2 separate regions of the Mus musculus genome follow, and region 1 is linked to region 2. A link is a contact called in public HiCAR-type data. All regions are on one chromosome and are shown on one strand. Each heading gives the region's core, a stretch centred on a gene start, on an enhancer-like site or on the middle of the called end of the contact. The rest is flanking DNA. Distances are from core to core; before and after follow the strand shown. Region 1 holds the start of D330037F02Rik (RIKEN cDNA D330037F02 gene). Region 2 has its middle 36 kb from the start of Gm39448.

The links. HiCAR-type assays count read pairs that join an accessible place to other places.
Region 1: a contact with region 2 is called in a HiCAR-type map of Th17 cells, with 3 times the contacts expected there. The contact joins the promoter of D330037F02Rik here to the enhancer-like site in region 2. A contact is called at or near these places in 1 of 39 promoter capture datasets (the C10 cell line) and 2 of 115 datasets of contacts at active chromatin or transcription factors (Th17 cells and heart atrium).

What each region holds. Positions count from the first base shown.
Region 1 is chr9:115,662,992-115,669,713 of GRCm38.p6, forward strand. D330037F02Rik (RIKEN cDNA D330037F02 gene) reads left to right here and starts at 2,877. Exons shown (of 7, transcript NR_166686.1): 1 at 2,877-3,307.
Region 2 is chr9:115,619,216-115,626,127 of GRCm38.p6, forward strand. No RefSeq gene overlaps it. Among named protein-coding and RNA genes, the nearest start is that of Gm39448, 36 kb to the right of the region's middle. Within about 2 kb of position 5,341, at least 88 of the 459 cell types and tissues checked have an H3K27ac peak or open chromatin away from gene starts, as enhancers often do. A contact at or near this core is called in Th17 cells, where this site is marked.

The DNA of each region.
Region 1 (6,722 bases), core at 1,627-4,126, 41 kb after region 2:
GGCTTGCTCAGCCTGCTCTCTTATAGAACCCAAGACTACCAGCCCAGAGATGGTCCCACCCACAAGGGGCCTTTCCCCCTTGATCACTAATTGAGAAAATGCCTTACAGTTGGATCTCATGGAGGCATTTCCCCAACTGAAGCTCCTTTCTCTGTGATAACTCCAGTCTGTGTCAAGTTGACACAAAACTAGCCAGTAGAGTGTGTATATGTGAATGTGTGTGTTGTATGAGTGTGTATGAGAGTATGTGTGTTTGAGTATGTGTATGTGTGTGTTTTGAGTATGAACCAGTGTGTGTGTATGTGCTTTATGAGTGTGTGTTCATAAGTGTGTGTGTATGTATATGAGTGTGAGTTGTGTGTATGAGTGTGTATGTGTTGTATGAATAAATGAGTGTTATGTATGTTTGTTACTGTGTATATGTGTATGTGTGTGAGTGTGTGTACATGTATGTCTGTGTGTATTTGTGTATGTGAGTATGAATATGTATATGAGTGTGTATTGTATGAGTGTCTGTATGTGTGTATGAGTATGTGTTGTGTGTGAGTGTGTGTGAGCATGTGTATGTGTGTATTGTATATGTGTGAGTATGAATGTGTGTGTATTGTATGTGCATGAGTGTATATGTGAGTGTGTGTAAGTGTATATTAGTGTGTGTGTTTCAGCAGGAGTGGTGCCAGTTTCTGAGAGTGACCCTCTTGGAGTGTAGGGAATGAACTGGATAACTTTGGTACCACTAAGAAGTTGTCCAGCCAGTTAGTTATATTCTTTGGCTGATAAATGTTTTTCAAATACCGCTCCCCTGCCATGTGTGTATATGTGTTGGTGTGTATCTAGGCAGAGCCTCACTTCATAAGCTGACTAGCTAGATCTTGACACAGACCAGGAGGACCTCAAATTTATGGCACTCCTCATATGCACTGTGTGGAATCACCTGTCAATAAAAAGCTGTTGGCCTATTAGCTTAGGCAGGAAATTGGAGGTGGGAGCTCTGACAGAGAGAGGTTGAACTCTGGGATAGAGTCACCCTGAACGCTGAAGGAGAAGGTCACATGAAACTGAGGAGAGATAACTAAGCACACAGTGGGAATAGAATGGAATGGAATGGAATGGAATGGAATGGAATAGAATGGAAGAAACAGGCAAGGAAGTTATGAGCTGGCTGAGGAGCAAGGCAGAGCTTTTGGGCTAGGTGTTTATTCATGAAATATTAAGCATCAGAATCATTATTTTGGGAACTTGGTCCTGAATGGAAAAGCCCTCAGTGCCACTTCTCCTCAGGCTCAGACTCCTGAGGGCCACAATCACCAGCACAGATTTTCACTTTTATGTAGAGCTGTTACTAACTTCCCGCATCCAACAACATGTCATGTTCTTCTATCTAACCCAGTGGAGAAACCATGGCAGATTCTAAGCAACATGTTTGCCATTTTATTCCTTCTTCAGTGAAGACCTGTTGGGAGGGTACACACAAGGAAGTGACACAATCCAATTTATGTTTGCAAATGTCCAGGTGTGCATCCAGACGGAAATCTGGATGGACCAGAGTGAGGGAGAAGGGAACTTAGGGGACAGGTGTAGGAGCAGAACTCAGGCAGCTCCTGGTGGGTTCTTGGTGGCACAGCATTGGCAGGACTGAGGCAGAGGAAAGGTGGGAATGACGGCTGGTTCTCAGCCTCTGCTTGGGACCTGAGTGGGCGCTGCTGCATTGACTGAGATGCCGTGCTTAGGGTACTTACTGCAGGGGAAGAGTGGTATTTTTGTTTGAAACAATGTCAGCCATGCTTTCTACACGTGACATCTCAAGTGTCACCCAGGCAGAGACGTCTGGAGGTGTGTGGATTTGGGGCTCAGACCCAGAGCAGAAATAGGGTTGGTGGGGAACCCCAGGGAACTTACCTGATCTCACAAGGGAAAGTTGATTCCTATTTTATGCTCCTTTGTAGTCCACGTGGATTTGAGTCATGGCATAATTAAATCTTTTTTCACCTGTGTGTGTGTGTGATATGGTATCCTCTGCTATGTATGTGTGTGCTGTGTGTGTGTAAGACAGTGTGTACCACTGTACTGCTATGGTGCTCAAAAGACAGCACGGGATCAAGTCTTCACCTTCTACCTTGTTTACAGTGGGGTCTTTCCTGTCACCACAGCTGACTCCAGCCGAACTGGTCCGTATACTTTTGGCAATTCTCATGTTTCCGCTTCTGGCTTTTCTCATGGGGTGCCCTGGAGTTGGAGGCTGGTAAGCCCCTTTGTTTGGCTCTGTGTATGGGTTCTGGGTATCTGAAGACAGGAGTCAGGCTGTGCAGCAAGTGCTTTGCCCATGGAGTCATCTCTTCAGCTCCTTTTTGCTATTCTTAAACAAATCTGTCTCACTCAATTAGTCTGGGATATCATGGAGAATAAGGTAGCTGACAAAGTGCCTGTACATCGCATGACTCATTAGTTTTGTTAACCAGATGAATGGATTTCCTTTGAAAAGGAAAATATAGAACTTAAAAAAAAAAACAGCCTTTTGAGTCAAAACCTCCTATTCAAACAGATTTTCACAAAATGTTCTGCAGATTCCGGTAACAAGTCAATAGGATGAAGGAGGGCCGCTGCAAACAAATAGATCAAAGTCTGTTTCCAGGATGTCCCCCTTGCCTCCTGACAGTGAGCAATGGCTAACTCTGAGCTGGGTGCCTCCACACCAAAGGAACCCTCCTTTGGGAGCCTCCCACAGACGATCACTTCAGTGCACATCCTGGTCTGTGTCAGAGCAACAGGAGCTTGCAGATTTCCACTTTGAAGGAAATGAAAGGCAGACAAGGGAATTGGCTCCTCTCTCCAGCTTCCTGTTTCCCATGCCTCGCACATCCTCCAAAGTGAGATCTGTTTTGGAGTCAAGAGAAAGCATAGACTGCACAGGGCCAAGCTTCCTCCCACTGCCCACTGATGAGCAGATTTGAGGGAGGCCCAGGGACTGTAGTGTGAGTAGTGATAAGACAAAGTCACCCTCCACACTGTCACCCTCTATATTGTCACCCTCCATGCTGTCGCCCTCCAGGAAGTCACCCTCCACACCATCACAGGCACATTCTCTTAATCTTTTTTGGTGTTGTTTGTTTGTTTGTTTGTTTGTTTTTCAAGACAGGGTTTCTCTGTGTGGCCCTGGCTGTCTTGGAACTTGCTCTGCAAACCAGCGTGACCTTAAACTCAAGAGATTCTCGGGTCTGCCTCAGCCTCCGGAGTTCTGGGATTAAAGGTGCTGCACCACCACCACCTGGCACCTTATAATCTTTTAAGAACTGGACTCAGGAAAAAGGTAGGTCCTTTGCTGCCATATGGGAAAGAATTTCAGGACAAGCTGGTCCGAAGCAGAGATTTTGTTTTGTTTTGTTTTGTTTTGTTTTGTTTTGTTTTGTTTTGTTTTGTTTTACCATGGGAGTTAAGACAGTGAGAGAACTCAGAGGAAGACTAAGACAGACCCAAGTGTGGACATGGGGTTCTTAGGAGAGAGCTGGAGTTAAGTGTCTTAGGACGCCATGTTGCCCATTTTGGTGGGCACTCAAGTTACATCTCACAGGAATGCTAAGAAACCTTTTCTTACCTCCTTTTAAACAAATGTACTTAGAGGATGCCTGACAAGGTGACATAGAATGGGATTTTTAATCTGGTACTGTAAAACCAGGAGCCATTACAAAAGGGATTAGGAAATGTCCTCTTACTGTGAATGGGGTTCCCGTGAGAGTCCTAGGAAACTGTAGGTCAAGAGCTTGACTGCAGAGAAAGGCTTTGCAAATGGTAATTGTTCGCGAATCCTCAACACTCTAGAGACTTCAGGAGACTCTGGAGTGAGGCTTTCTTTCCCTACCCCCACACCCCTAAATTCCTGTCTTTCTATTCTTCCTCAAGAGGAAGGCACCATGCATGTGCATGAACTTAGGTACCAGCAAGCATGGGTTCCTTTCCTGGCATCTGTAGAAATATACTGTGGACCCCATTACAACACATGCAGAAGAGTAGATGAGAGTACCTAGTCTTGTTTGACCACTACCCTAAAGCTGTTACTATTTCCTTTCTATTTCAGTTTATAGTTTAACAGTTTGTAAACTTTATATAAGAAAACTTGCAAATAAATGAGAACATTGTATACCAAAGTTGACCCAAAATCAGTGCAAACCTTGAGAAGTTAGAGCTGGCATTAGGAACAGCAGCTGTGAACCTTCACATTAGATTTCATACTTTCAGTATCGCATACACTTTATGCATGCAACCATCTCCCAACCCCCCAAAATCTGTGACAAGCTTAGAACTAGAAAAGCAATTAATTTCATCTCCTCTTTCATAACTCCTGTCCATGACCTGCACCCGGTCCTCCCTCGTCCCCTGGTACTAGCCTGGTTGCCCTTTCTTCATGTCATGCTGTGACCAACAACTATTTACATGTATGTGCATATCATTGGGTAGATTCTGCATATGAAGAGAATGTGTAGCTTAGTTCATTCTGAGGCTGTGTGGCCTTGCTTAATATACATTCTAAATCCATCTATCTATCTTCTTGTACATTTTTAACTTTGTTCTTTAGAGTTGTATGTGTATAAATATGGCATATATAATATATAATATATACTATTTCAGTTCAATATATATGTGTGTATATATGTATATATATAATATTGTATATGGCATACATAGCATATAGTACATATGGCATATAGATGTATAACATATATTAGTATTTCTATTATTCATTCACTTGTTGAAGGAGAACTAAAAAGTTGGTTAAATTCTTTGCTAATAGTGACAAAAGCAGCAGCTAACAGGGGCTGAAAATATCTCAGTGGTAGGGTGTAAAGTTCTCTGGGTTTTCTCCCAGGAGTGAAATACTATTTCTAATGTTTTATTTTTTAAGAAACCTCCAGACTGATTTCACAGTGGCCATATTCGTTTTCACCCCACCAACAATGGGTGAGGCTCTGACTCTATCCACATTTCTTGTCAGATTCCTTGGTGACTGCCATTCTGACAAGGGTGAGGTGGCACCTCAATGTAGTATCAATTTGCATTTCCCTGATGGCTAGGAATATTGAACAGTTTTAAAATGGCTATTGGCCATTTGTGTTTGAAAATTCTCTATTCAGTTCGTTGCCCATTTGATGGTTGGCAGTTTTATTCACTTGGCATTTGATTTCTGAAATTCTTTGTACTTAATTTATAACAATTACGTGTTATTTCAATACACAATGTAAAATAGCTGGTTAACATCTAGCATTCAGGTTATGTTGTATAAGAGCTCCAAGTTCTGGTACATATCTCAGTTCCAACAAGCCACACAGCAAGTGCTCAGTGGCCCCCACAGTGACTGGGGCACACAGTAAAGCCAGCACAGCATCTAGTGATAGAGTTTTCCTGAACTTGGGGCATAGATTGTGCTCCTGAAGCAGGCTTAACGCTCATCTTCAATAATTAAATTATAATAATAATTAAAATTGTCATACTGGGGGCTGAAGAGATGGTTCTGCCATGAAGAGCCCTGGCTGCTCTTGCAGAAGACCCAGTTTTGATACCCAGAACCCATTAGGCAGCTCACAACCATTTGTAGCTCCAACTCTAGGGGATATCTTTTGGAAAGAGAGACAGAGACATAAGTGATTCCCCAGGTCCACCTTCCAGGTCACAAAGCAAAATTTAAATATAGAGAGTGAGGTTTAAGTCCATAAAGAGAGCTATTGATACATGCACTCAAACTGTCCAGGTCAAGGTGTGGTCATGTCCACTCCTGTCCCACCATGTCTGGCTTCCAGTCTCCCCAGCAAAGTGGTCTGATAGCTGTTAGCACTGAGTGACATCTCCTGGGAGACCAGTTCCCTCTCTGGCTGACATCAGGCTAGTCTTTCTCTTCTCTCAGCAGGAGATTTCTGGGGTGGCTCTAGCTCCTCAGTGGCCATTTCTTTAGTAGTCTGATGACCAAAAAGGATGGGCACAAGTGTCTCTTTATAGCACCTTGGTCTCAGCAAGCCCAGGTGTAATGGTGCTCCCTGGAGCTGTGATTTTCATATGACTTCTGTTGAACTTTCTGAAGCCCTAAATAGCTCTGTTCACATGCCTTTTCCTCCCTGAGGACCCGAGTCCTGCTTTCTCTTCCACTGTCCTCACAGTGTGGCTACCTCCTTCTGTCCCTTGGTTTCCATCCCATTGAAACCACGCTGGCCATGACTCATTCCTTCTGCTTTGTCTCCCTCCATATATTTAATGTCAGCTCTACAAGTGCCTTCCTTGCTTGACTTCTCTGTTTTCCCCATCTGGAATCAGGAAAGGAAAATAACAAACACAGGAGAAAAATATTAGAGAGTTAAGAAAACATAACTCCCTCCCCCATGAAGCACCTGACTCTGGGGACAAGGAAGTTTTTGTTACTTTTCTTCCTTTGTGGAGGACACTCAACACTTTATTTTTTTAAGGGATGGGGCCTACCATGTGCTGCTATTACAGAGGACCTAAGTTTGGTTTCCAGCACCCACATTGGATAAACCCAACTGCCTGAAACTCTACTCACAGGTACATGCCCACCTACCCATATACATGCATGCAATTAAAAAAAAATCAAAATTGGGCTGGAAAAATGGCTCAACAGTTCAGAGCAATGGCTGCCTTCTCAAAGGACCTAGATCCAATTCTAAGCATCTACATGGCAGCCTACAACCATCCGTAACTCCAGTTCCAGGGGATCTGTCTCC
Region 2 (6,912 bases), core at 4,091-6,590:
AAAGGCTAAGCTCACTGTTGGTGGTGCCTCAATGGTTCTGTGGTCCTGGATGCTATCAGAAAGTAGGCCGAGCAAACCACGAGGAGCAATCCAGCACATAACATCCACCCATGGCTTCTGTCCCAGTTCCTGTCTCTAGCTTCCTTCCCTGGCTTTTTTCACAATGGACTGTGATGTAGAACTGTAAGCTGAAATCAACTCTTTGCTGCCTAAGTCATAATGGCATTTACCACAGCAACAGAAACCATAACTAAGACAAAACCTAACATCTATTGGCCTCACTTTGCCTCTTTGTAAAATGGGATGAATGAAAGACTGCCTACCCAGCTGCAGGAGGAGGTAGGGAGGTAAGACCCAGAAGTGATTGCTAAAGTTGGTGTGCAAATCAATATTAGCCCTTCAGTGTGTGGAGGTGGCTCCTGCTGCTGACATTGCTATGGGATGCTATGAGGGTGTGGACAGGCCTTTCATAGATCTGAGAGGCAGAGTCATCTTCCTCATGATACCTGCTAATGCTCCAAAGAGCACAGAGCCAGGAAGACAGGAGATCCTTTTTTGCTTACCATGTATCTGAATGAACAAATTCTAAACTGTGGTCTATCTCTAGGAGGCCACAACAAGAATTCTTCAGCCTAGTTCTTTTCCTTCAATCCAGCTAGATGGGCAAAATCTTCTAACCCTCGCCCCCTGTCCATATTCCACTAAAAGGAAACATAGGACTGAGGAGACAGCTCAACGGGTAAGGTTACTGCCATGCAAATGTAAGGACCCAGGTTCAAGTCCCCAGAACACACGCAAAGCCAGGCATGGTGGTGTGAACCTAGAATTCTGATGCTCCCAGGTGAGATGAGAGGCAGAACCGGAGGATCTCTGGAAGCCTGTGGGATGGCTTGCCTGGTGGACACAGCCATGAAGGAAGGAAACGAGAGGCTGCCTCAAACGAGAATGGTAAGGGTAGACCCCTGAAGTCTTCTGACCTCTACACATGTGCTATGGCATGCATACATTTGCATGTGTGTACACGTACATGTGGCATCCAGGGCATGAGCATCTAACTTGTAGGGAGACTATGGAGACCCGTGGTACTAGCGTATGCGGAAGTGATGTTGATGTGAGACAGGAGGATATCTGAGATGGGAAAGAGCTTTGCTGAACATCTAGTGCATGCAAACACTGTGTGAGCCACTACATTGCAGGTTCTCTTCCTGATCCTCTGGGGAGACTCTCATCTTGATTACATGCAAGAGGCCCTGATTTGCAGTTTGGCTAGGGCAAGATCACACAGTGTGAGGAATTCGTTCTGTTTGTGAACCGAGGTTAACCATAAAAGTAACTTACAGCTAGCTGCCTGTGTCACAGATTCTAAAAGGCTGACGGACAAATTAGAACTTCATGGCTGTGGAGAGTTGGAAAGTGACCGGTCCATTACCTTAGGCCATCTTTAGCCCCTTAGAAGTCACTCATAACCCGCTTTTGTGTTTGACCTAATATCCCCATGATATCAGGCAGACCCTCTGGAATATGTTAACAGATTGACACCAACCTGAGAGATCTGGATGTCAGCAGGTGCTACCAGAGACCCAGAAAGGAAATCTTTCCCTGTGTTTCTGTAACCCACCATCCTGGTGTTCATAACTTGATTCACGACTTCCTTTTGTATGGAATTGTAGAGGTCTGATGGAGTTGTTTCTGTGCTGAGGCACAAGAGACTGCGTTCCTCACCTGTGATCACTGATATTTGGGTTACAATGAGCATCTCTTATTCTTTTAAAGGTGGGAGCTGTGCTTGGTGTCAACTGGTCTCAGGGTTCGAAAGTATTTTCTTCCATCCTGGTGGGGGCACCGGGCATCTGAGACACAGTAGGCAGGCGGTGATGCTTAATCTTGACGGCCAACTTGGTAGGATTTAGAATCACAATGGAAAAAAAAATTCTGGCCGTGATGGTGAGGGATTCGCTACATTAGTTTGTTGAGGTGGGAACACGCATCCTGACTATGGCAGCCCTGTGGTGTGGGCTGAGCGCCGACTGAGTCAGGAGGTAAAGGCAGCTGAACCCCAGCGTTTACCACTCTTAGCTTCCTGACTGTGGGTGCCACGTGACCAGGCACCTCCTGTACCCACACGGGACTTCCCTGCTGTGCCCTGGAAATGTTAGCCCAAGTAAAGCACCCTTCTTTGTGTTGCTTTTACCAGGTACTCTGTGACAGCAGTGAGACAGGTAACAGATACAGATGAATACTCGAAAACTATTAAAAGGGAGAAAAACCCACAAAATTTGTTTTCTGATATATACAATGGTGCTACCAAGAGTCATTTATGTCCCATTTATGCCTAATTACCATATAGCGCAGTAATTATTATGATTAACTAGCTGACAGATGAGTTGGCTGAACATTTCATTTGATCTAGGAAGCACAGCACATATGGGTTCCATCTCCATCAATCCTCCCCCTGCGGCATGGTCATTTGTTCATAATTTTGGTAAGTGACAGCAACACTGGTCAGCAGTTTCAGACTACCATGTCCGGAAGAGACCCAGAACATGGAAATCACACGGTCTCTGCTCTGGTGTCAACACAGGAAAAATCCACTGATTTTCCAATTGTTGCTGCCTCTGTTCATGAGAATCATTAAGAAGAACGGGGACACTTGGAGGCAATGCAAAATCAAGGTGGGCTGCATCCTGAGTCTCACACGCGCTATTGTCTCGACAGCAAGAAAACACTCGTGAGAAACCGGATCCTTCTGCAGCAAAAAGGCGCTGCTTATATACACCTTAGTGTGGTGTGTCCACACCTGATTGGCTGCTCTCCCAGAGCCTCATCACCACGCCCCGGGATGGGCAGTGACTTGGCACGAATTTACTCTTGCACCTGCGCACATTACTTGTTTACCAGTTAGGCACAGCGGAGGCTCATGATGGCAATTGCTCATGGCTCTCCACACCTGAGGAATAACACTCAAGCTTGAACTCTGACCTCCACATGCACACATACACACATGCATGCACAGGACAGGTACATACCACATATGCACTATGCATGCACCACTTATGAATGCAGACACACACACACACACACACATACACACACACACACACACACACACACACACACACACACACACACAGACTTGCACAATGCAAAGGATGAGTGGATGAGCCAGGTGTGTTCCTCATGCCTGTGATCCCAGAACTACTCAGGAGGGTGAGTCAGAGGCTTTCAAGTCAAGGACCTGCCTGCTCTGGGCCGTCTAAAACTACAGAAGGAACGGGAGAGAGGTGTTTAGGATGCGGTACCTGAGATCCTGGAGCCTTGCGATGGTGGCTGCACTCGTCAGCCTGGGCAGCTGCAGACTGTCTTAAGGATGTGAGTGTGGTCTGATGCTTTCTTTACCCCATTTGCATTTATTGTGAAGAAATAGAAGAACCTTGCTTTCTCTGCCCATCCTGTCCAGTTAAAAACAGAGCGGAGGGGTTTCATCTACCTGTTTGCTTGGGCTAATAAATGATTTCCAAATGCCAAGTAAGTGGAAGGTACTTACACACACACACACACACACACACACATACACACACACATCTACAAAGACTAATTGCAACTGCCTATGTTGTGCTATTTCGGGTGTGCTAGCCCTCATTTATTATGCTGTATTTGTGTAATTGCAGCACTCTAGTGGCAGATTAGGATTTCAAAATACAATCCCAGTCACCATCAGAAGAAATGGGGAACCAGGTGAAGAATGAACTCAAAGCAATTAGAAAGTCTTGTAAATTAGTTTTCCCAAGGGATGTTGCCTGCACCCAGACCACGAGATGATCTGCCTCTGGGCTAGTGTCCATGTGTGTGAGTTTGTGCTTACTTGTGTGTGTGTGTGTGCATACTTCTGGGTCTGGTGTCTGGTGTGTGAATAAATGCTTTCTTGCTTGGGGTTGGCCATCTTCCTACTGGATGCAGAGTTTTCTGTTTGCTATCAGTGGACTCAGTGTTCAGAGGTTCTTGGCCACAGACTGTATCTGATGACCCGTGCCCCGCCCCTCACACCTTTCTCTCCTTTATCCATCCTTGAATAAGAGACCTGAAAACTCAAAGTGTCTTATTTCTCTGCTGGGCAGCTTGCCAGCTCACCTTGCTTGGGGACATTGTTACTTTTGCTTGATCTATATTCTTATAAAACTACCAAAATATTTTCTTTCAGTCCTGCAAAAGCTAAGGTAAGATTTTGTTGTTGTGTTATTTTGTTTTCTTTCTTTCCCATTTTGGCTTGGGGTACAGTCAAGGTATAGTATACAACACCAAATCTTGATACCTTAAGGCCATTTGAGCATCTCATTTAGAGACAGACTTCCCCCCTCCCCAGAAATTTCCCTTGGGCTATCTCATGTAAAAGCTAATTTGAAGAGCATATTTTGGCATATTAATGAAAATATTTGAGTGGATGTTTTCCAGACTAAGAAGTAGGAGTTTAGGGGAAAGGGAGGGGATAGTTTAAATTATAATTTTTGTTTTTATTGACCAATTTTCCCAATATTACTCCTTCCTTTGAGTGAAAGCCCCATTAATCCCTCCCCATACCCTGGTTCGGAGGCAACCAGTCTTGTATCTCAGACTGGCCCAAAACTTGCTATGTAGCTGAGGGTGAACTTGAACAGCTGATCCTTTGCCTCTAATCCATGAGTTCTGGGATTTTAGGTGTGAACAACCAAGCCAGATGTATGCAGGTCAGGCTACAAAACTCAGGGCTTCCTGAATGCTAGGCAAGGGCTCTGCCAACTGAGCTACAGCTGGAGCCTCTGCTCAGCTCTTCAGAACACGTGTTTATGATTCACCATTGGCCTACTGGTTCTGCTCTGTCTGGGAGTGGCTTCTTCGGAGATGAGGGGGAAGGATGGAGCAGTTGGGGGGAGGGCTCAGTTTCTGTTCGTTGTTTGTTTTTTGAGACAAGATCTTGTTACCATGTAGCCCAGGCTGATTCTCCTGTTTCAGCCTCCAGGGGCAGGCATTCGGGTGTGAATCATGGGCTCTGCCTCCTGTACCTTTACATGTGTAGTTACAGCTTCAGATGTCTAAGTCCAGGAGCCTTCAGGCTGGCCTGTGCCTCTAACACTCCGCATTTCTTTTGGTGTGACATCAAGAGGAAGTTGGAAATGTCATCTTTAGCTATCTTATATCCTGGTAGCTTTAAGATTTCCTTTGTGTGACTTTATAGTTCTCAAAATATTTTTAAGGGTCAGGGGAGGAAGCACTTTCAAGAAATGAGATGGGAGAGGGAATGTCTTTGTGTTGGCCTGGAGATCAGTGGCTGATAACAACACGGAAAATAGTTTGATTTCCTCCCTCTCTTTCTCCCTCCCCGTCCCCACCTGGGGCCTAGAGATTGAGCCTCATATACTAGACAAAGCTCTGCCCTCAGTACTTTGTAATTTTGTAAATAAATAATAAGGAATAGAAGATTTAAAGCCCAGATTGATCCCTGTAGCTTCTTTTTTGCTGATCTGAGACCTTTTTTTTTATTGGCAATCCACTTTCTATAACCCATTCTGGCCCCCGCGGTTTTTTCTTTGGCTCTGATCTCTCTTGCTGAACTTTCAGCGGAGGATCTCCTATCTACAGCTCTTTCTTCATCTTCGATGCTGACGAGTCCCCTGTCTGGAGCAACCACACATACTGGAATGAATTAGCCATCGAGAAAGGCGGAGATGGAAGCGTGGGGTGGAACCCAGTGAAGTGAGATTATTTTTCCCTCCCACTCGCTCTCCAGCAGTGGATGTTTTCCGGTTATCTCTGCTTTGACTCTAGCTGTTTGATCCTCAAAGTCGAAGAATGGCTTCCGCACAGTTTTATAGTACTAGAGATGCCAGCTGCAGCCATAAACTCCTCCAGTTCAGCCGTATCTGCTTGCCATATCCTGAAAATATATTTGGCTGTATTTTCTCCCTGCACACCTATATGTTGTGCCCTCCAGGGACAGTCCTCCTGTGCACTGTTCTCTTTCCCTTCCTGTTAAGCCCACCATGCATATACAGCTTCCTCAAGAGCATGCTGGCTTTTTATTTCTTCTGCAGTTCAGGAAGGGGCACAGGTGTCGCTTACCAGTGCTCTGCAAAGCCATCCTCCGCCCCATCCCCCTTCTAGAGCTACAGTTAGATCAACAGGAGAGAAAGGTTATTGATGACAGAAAACTTCTGCTCTCAGAACCTTTTTCCCTGAAGCATTCTGGCCACTGTGGGGGCAGGAGTGAAGAGCCTCTTTAAAGAGACATCTGTGCCCCTCCCCCACCCCCACCCCGCACCTTTGGACTGTGGGAAAAAAATGGAGCCCAAGAAAACTAGAATTTCCTTAAGAGTCTTATGCTAGGAAAAGGGAAAGGCTTGTCCTGGTGTCAGCCTGAGATGACAAGCTTGTCTCCTGGAAAGAGGTTCTGGAAGGTTCAGGCAACCATCTTATCACACTCCACCTTGTGGGAGAGACTAGAGCAGAGACAATAGTGGGTCAGTGAGGGAGCAGACACACCCTGACCAGAGATCTGGCTGTAATTATGCATAACACACACACACACACACACACACACACACACACACACGCTACCCTCCCCCACCCCCCTGTTCCTCGGAAGGTGGACTTGGTTAATCCCAGGACCTCTTTGTCCCTCTTCACATTTTGACCATACTGCGTTGGCCACTGTTCCCTGTGTTTCGCTATGACTTTTCTGTTTAATGAACCTACTGAGGATGGATAGCTGAGCGGAGCATCTCAGGGCTGCCAGGGCCTGGGCTCTGACCCTAATAACTCTGCTAACATTTAGAGAGGACGGGAAACAGCCCAGTGTCATTATACCTCATTTGACAGTGTGGCCCGACATCCTTGATAAAAACAAAGGACTTGGGATAGGACAAGTAAGCTGCAAACCTT